Regions from separate parts of the Sus scrofa genome. Here region 2 is linked to region 1. Evidence: chromatin contacts called from public Hi-C data. All regions are on one chromosome and are shown on one strand. The core of a region is the stretch at or near the end of the contact, and the rest is flanking DNA. Distances in the headings are between cores, read along the strand shown. Region 1 has its middle 48 kb from the start of DMRT1. Region 2 overlaps KANK1 (KN motif and ankyrin repeat domain-containing protein 1).

Region 1 (2,933 bases), core at 248-2,747:
AGGGAGCTGTAACAGAGGAGGGGAGCAGGAAATACACAGGAATGAGCCCTGCACGTTTTACAGGGTAGCCCAGAGGAGGGATGGAATCAGTCTTGCATGGAGAAGAGCAGGGAAGTTAAGGAAGCCCTGGGGCTGCCTGCCACACAGCATGTCCTAATTCTGAGAGGACCCCCTTCCTTCTCACACCCCACAAAGACAGGCTCCAGACTCCTCAGAAAACCTTCTTACTTTCCCCCTTCAGAGCAGCCAGCCTAGGTTCAGTGCTGCAGTAGACAATCAGATCTGAACATGGACCTCTGCAGTGTGATGGGTTCCCACCTGCTCAGCTCTCGTCCATGCTCCTGGGGTAACCCAGAGGATGTTGCTTTGGTATGAGTTGCTCTGTGCTCAGGGAGTGAAATTTGGAATGATGAAAACCCCCCTGAAGAAAAAGTTCTCTTAACCCTTAGCAAAAAGGCTAAGGCTTCTAGAGTGCCCATGCAAGTTTACAGAAAGCTTTCACAAGCCTGATCTCATGTGATTTCCTCATCATTTGCTGCTCCAAGGAGAAGAGGCTTGGAGAAAGCAGCTGTGGATTCTCTTTGGCTTCTGTTCTCAGACTTTCCTCCTGTTCAACAGGCCACATGACCTAACTGTCACAAGGGTGGGGTGGGGTTGGCTGCTTATGACTCGTCGGGGTCTGCACATTACTAGCAGCGTGCTGCAGCCTGCAGGTTTCCCTGGTTTCCTGCTGCCATAGATTCTTTCTTGCCACAGCTCTGGACAGAGTCTTTGGCTTCATTAGAACTCAAGGGTGCAGAGTTCTGGGAAAGAGGTGGGTACCACAGAACTTATTCACAGAGCCAGGGCTAGAAGGTGGTTATTATTATTATTATTATTTATTTTTTGGCTTTTCACGGCCCACCCACAGCATACGGAAGTTCCCAGGCTAGGTGTCGTAGGAGCTGTAGCTGACTGCCTGCACCATAGCCATAGCAATCCCAGATCGGAGCTGTATCTGAGACCTACACCACAGCCCAGGGCAACTCTGGATCCTCAACCCACTGAGCGAGGCCAGGGATCGAAACTGCATCCTCATGGATCCTAGTCAGATTCGTTTCCGCTGAGCCACAATGGGAACTCCTGGAAGTGTTTTATCAAGATCTGGAGAGCTGGTCTGGAACTGTAGCCTTCAATGTACAAGTGGCAGGAAAAACAGCTGACTGAGTATCACCCTGATTCCTGTGGCACCTGACTTCTAATGTAGGAATTGGCTGATACTGTGGGTGGGTAGGACTGAAGAGAAAAATTTCAAAACGGCTGGACACATAAAATAGCAAGGCACTTATGGCCTTTCTTGCTGTTTCAGGCATCTGTAGCTTCCCAAAGGAAATGGCAGAAGTCAGCAACTGGTCACCCTGGAAAGGTACCTTGACAGTCTCACCAAACCTACAGCCCCATGTGCTGTGGCAGGTCAAGTTATGTGTTTGTTGACCCAGCAGCTGAAGCCCTTTGACTTCCTGGCTGAAACCACAACCCAGAGAACTCAGACAGCCACACTGCAAGGACACAAAGTCCCTCGGGGCTGGGACTTTCTAATAATACATTTTCTCAGCAGTGCCTGGAAATTAAGCGCCCATGTTTGTTTTACTGGAGACAGTGGGTCTCCCTTCAATTTTCTTCCTCTTTACGATGGGAGTGATTTCTTCATCACTTGTTGATCTAAGTATAAGAGGCTTAAAGAAAGCAGCTGTGGATTCTCTTTGGTTTTCTTTCTAGAAGTTGACACCTTCCCAGTCAACAAGTCACATGACCTGCATATACCGGGGGCAAGATTGTTGGGTGCTTGTGTGACTCTTCTGGGGTCTGCAGATTGCTGGCCTGAGCCTAACTATAGCGGCTGCTGTAGGCTGGAGCGTGAGACTCAGAGGCACGTGGAAAACTAATTGCAGTTTCAGCAGCCCGAGCACCCCCAGAATCAGACTTCTGTATCTTTAATTGAGCAGAGTCTACAATCTTTTAGGAAACTAAGTCTGGACCTGAAGGATTTTCCTTTGTGCTATGGTTCCTAGGTCATCTTGGTCAAGGAAGGAGACTCTGTCCCCAGAGACCCAAGCAGATTGGGGCCATGGATGTTTGTGTAAAAGATGATGTAATTCAACTTGCAGTCTTTTTTCTCAGATGAACTTTCTTCCTGAGTTAATCTCTGATAAAGGGCACCTTGACTGATTTCCTCTCTGGAATTGAGTCTCTAACACTGGAAATATAATCCCACTCAGATGTGTTCCTTTGGTGAAGAATTCTTTTCTCTCTACAAGGAGGTTGTGTGGTAGAGCCATTAAGTGCAGGGACTCTGAACCTGTGTTTTTGTACTGGCTTTGTCACTTAATAGCTGTGTGACATTGGGCGAGTTACTTAACCTCTCTCTGCTTGTTTCCTCATCTACAGAGAGGGAAAACTCATGGGGTACAGCTGTGTCCCAGGTAGGTCTATGGTGAGGAGAAAATGAGTTAAGATGCATAAAGCACAGAGAACAGTGTCTGGCATGTAGTTAAGTGCTATATAAGGGTTTGTCATTTTTCACTATTTGAAGCCAGAGCAGAATGTGAAGTAAAAGGGTGCCATGCTCAGTAGCCTGGAGTAGTGATAAATAGTCTTGGCCTGGGAGGCAAGAGACCTGGTCTTTCTGACAAGGCTTTCCGCTAAGAATGGGGTAACCCTGAGCCACTCAGAGCTTCAGTGCCTTCACTGAAAATGAAGCGGTAACAACCCAAATGTCCATCTACAGATGAATGGATAAATAAAATGTCACATACTCATACAACGGACTATTATTCAGCCATAAATGGGAACAAAGTTTCGACACAGGCTACAACATGGATGAAACTTGAAGAAATTAAGTGAAATGAACCAGACAGAAAAAGACAAATATTACATGATTTCACTTATGTGGG
Region 2 (2,933 bases), core at 195-2,694, 88 kb after region 1:
AATGAAAATGAAAGCCTGGTAGAGACATGCCTAGGGACTAAGGGAGTCATAGGGTCAAAGCGTGCATGGGTGAGGAGACTGTGAGTCAGAGTGGTAGGTAAATTCTACTGTTCCATGGTGATTGCAGGGTTTACCTGATAGCAATAGCGTTTCCCCAAATCTGATAATGCAGCATCCCAAGACTCTCCCCAGAGATTCTGAGTCAGTGAGTCTGGCACGGAGTTGGAATTTATATTTTTTCACAGTTATCTCCAAGTGATTCTTGTTATCAGAAAAGTTTGGAAAACACACTGCCTTATAGGACCTCTACTCCCTAGGTCACTGGTTCTCAAAGTGTGGCCCTGGACCAGTTGTGCCAGGATCACCTGGGAACTAGAAATGCATATTCCTGGGCCCCACCCTGAACCAATGAATCAGAAACCCCTCAGGTGGGCCCAGTGGTCAGTGTGTTCATAAGTCCTCCAGCCAATTTGAAAACCAGGGCACTAGATTATTTCCAAAACTCACATACATTTTAAGTGGAAATGACCTGCTCTTATTCAAACATCTAGTTTTGGTGAGAAGTATAAAGAAATCCTGGCCTCATCCTGGGCCTCACCTGGTCTTTCTTATGGAAGGAACTGTCCTCTTGCAAAGAACAGTGTGAAAGAACACACTAAAGACAGTCTTTGGTTGTAATCATAAATTACTTGCATGGATGGAACAGAGTAGAGCACACTGCCAAGATGAAAGCAGTTGCACCAGTATGGTAGGAATTTTATTTAGAAATATCATAAACTTTTACTTTTATTGAGAAGTTAATCTAACAGCAATAGGAAACAAAGACAACATTAATGTGATGTCTAATGTGATGAGGTGTCTGGATCTTCCCAGTTCCTGTCCTTTCTCTCTCCCCATAGTACTGTTTTGTCAAGAAATCTTTACCACAATGGTATGAAAATCAGTGCATAGTTTCAGTCTGTCCAAATGCAACAGAATTACTTGAAACACAAGGAATACAAGACAAAGAACATTCACAACAGTGACAGGTTTCAGAGGGTTCCTGAACCCTCCCCCAATAAAATGCAAAGTTTTGTGGCTTCTAGCAAACCCATATTGTTAAGGAGAGATTTTTCTGCTTTATGAGGTATCCCAAAGAGGCCAGGACCCAAGCAAAGTCAGGAACCTCAGAATTTTCCCATATTTCACAGGACACAGATCCGGAAAAAGGCCTAACAATTTAATGTTTTAACTTGATAGAGAAAACCCAGTCCCTTATCTGGAGATCTCTTCTTCTCTGGTGTTTAAGGCCGCTTGTGAGAACTGTCATCCATAACAGTAGAACTCAGTGAAAAGCAAAAGAGCCGCCCAAGACTAGGAGTCTGGGAACTGCATTTTCATTGCAACTTGGCCTGGAACTACCTCCAGGGCTCTGAGAAAGTTCCTTAAACACTCTGGGCCTCTAATTCTTCATAGCTGGACTAGGACAGCCCTAATGACACCACCAGGCCTGACAGACATTCAGCAAGTCTGTTCTTCTAAATCCTGGGTTCAAGGGGCAGATGAGGCCCTGGTGCTGATGTGGCCCAATAGAGGAAGACCATAAGGGACCTTGTGTAAGGTCAGCAGGACAGAGATGGTGCCTCACAAGTCCCAAAAGCACCTCCTGGCACAGCACTGACCAGTCAGAGAGTTCCCACCACTCACATCAAAGACACACTGAAAGAGCCGGGCTCTTGCTTCTCCTCCAACTCAGCTCCCAGAGTGGCTGCTTTTTTGCTGAACCTTCCAAATTATCTTTCCCCTCTCCGTATAACAGTACTAAATTTTCAACAATAAAAGAAGTGTAAAGAGAGAAAGTGAAAAGTCAGCTATAATTCCGCTAATGCTGACACTTTTGTAGGCAGCTTCCCAAATCTTCCCCGTGCTTATATACACGTGTACCCATATAAATATCTTCCAAATGTTATTTTATTTAACATTTATTATAGTCATTGTTTTAATACCTACATCTGTTCTTTTAATGTGTGCATAGTGTTCCCTTTCATATTTGTGCTAATTTCATTTGACCTCTATTTATTATTGAATATTTAGATTCTTTCCAATGTTTTCATATTACAAACTCTTTGAGAAACATACTTTTACATAAAGCTTTGTGTACTTGTCCAATAATTTGCTGTGGATGAATTACAAAAAGTGGATTTATGAGATGAAAAGACAGAGTTTGATTGCAAATCAACTATACTTCAACTAAAAAAAAAAGATAGAGTATGCACATTCTGATGGATACTGTCAGGTTGCCCCGCAGAAAGGTGCCAATTTAAACTCTCCCCAAAACCCCATGGGAGCGCCAATGAAACTGGACTCCTGTGCCTTTCATTGTTTTTACTATAGCAAACACGCCCTCAAAACAATGTATCTCTTTGAACATAATTAATATGTTTTCACTAAATTTGAACTTAATAATAGCAATTTTAGCTGCTCAACATGGGATTCTATGTTCGTTCCTTCATCTTTGGCTCAGAGTAATTTATATTGCATAAAACTCAACTCCTGGAAGGACAAATACCATGTGGTATCATTTATATGTGGAATCTAAAACATGGCACAAATGAACCTATCTACAAAAGAGAAACAGACTCATAGACATGGGGAACAGACTTATGGTTACCAAGGGGAAGGGAGGATGGAGTGGGGTGGACTGGGAGCTTGGGGTTAGTAGATGTAAACTATGACAATTACAATGGATAAGCAATGAGGCCCTACTGTATAGCATGGTATCCAATTTCCTGAGATAGACTATGATGGAAAATAATATTTAAAAAAGAATGTGTATATATATATATATATATATATATATATATACACACACATACATATATATACATCCATACACACACAGACATATATATGACTAAGTCACTTTGCTGTACAGCAGAAATTGGCACAACATT

Evidence for each region. A called contact is a pair of places that touch in the nucleus more often than the background predicts.
Region 2: a contact with region 1 is called in a Hi-C map of retroperitoneal adipose tissue, with 2.1 times the contacts expected there. The contact joins two enhancer-like sites. A contact is called at or near these places in 1 of 5 promoter capture datasets (liver), 20 of 47 Hi-C or Micro-C datasets (adipocytes, alveolar macrophages, embryonic fibroblasts and 11 more) and 1 of 2 datasets of contacts at active chromatin or transcription factors (skeletal muscle).

The regions. Positions count from the first base shown.
Region 1 is chr1:221,000,219-221,003,151 of Sscrofa11.1, forward strand. No RefSeq gene overlaps it. Among named protein-coding and RNA genes, the nearest start is that of DMRT1, 48 kb to the left of the region's middle. Within about 2 kb of position 1,498, at least 10 of the 83 cell types and tissues checked have an H3K27ac peak or open chromatin away from gene starts, as enhancers often do. A contact at or near this core is called in retroperitoneal adipose tissue, where this site is marked.
Region 2 is chr1:221,088,632-221,091,564 of Sscrofa11.1, forward strand. All of the region lies in intron 2 of KANK1 (KN motif and ankyrin repeat domain-containing protein 1), which reads right to left. Among named protein-coding and RNA genes, the nearest start is that of MIR9823, 24 kb to the left of the region's middle. Within about 2 kb of position 1,445, at least 3 of the 83 cell types and tissues checked have an H3K27ac peak or open chromatin away from gene starts, as enhancers often do. A contact at or near this core is called in retroperitoneal adipose tissue, where this site is marked.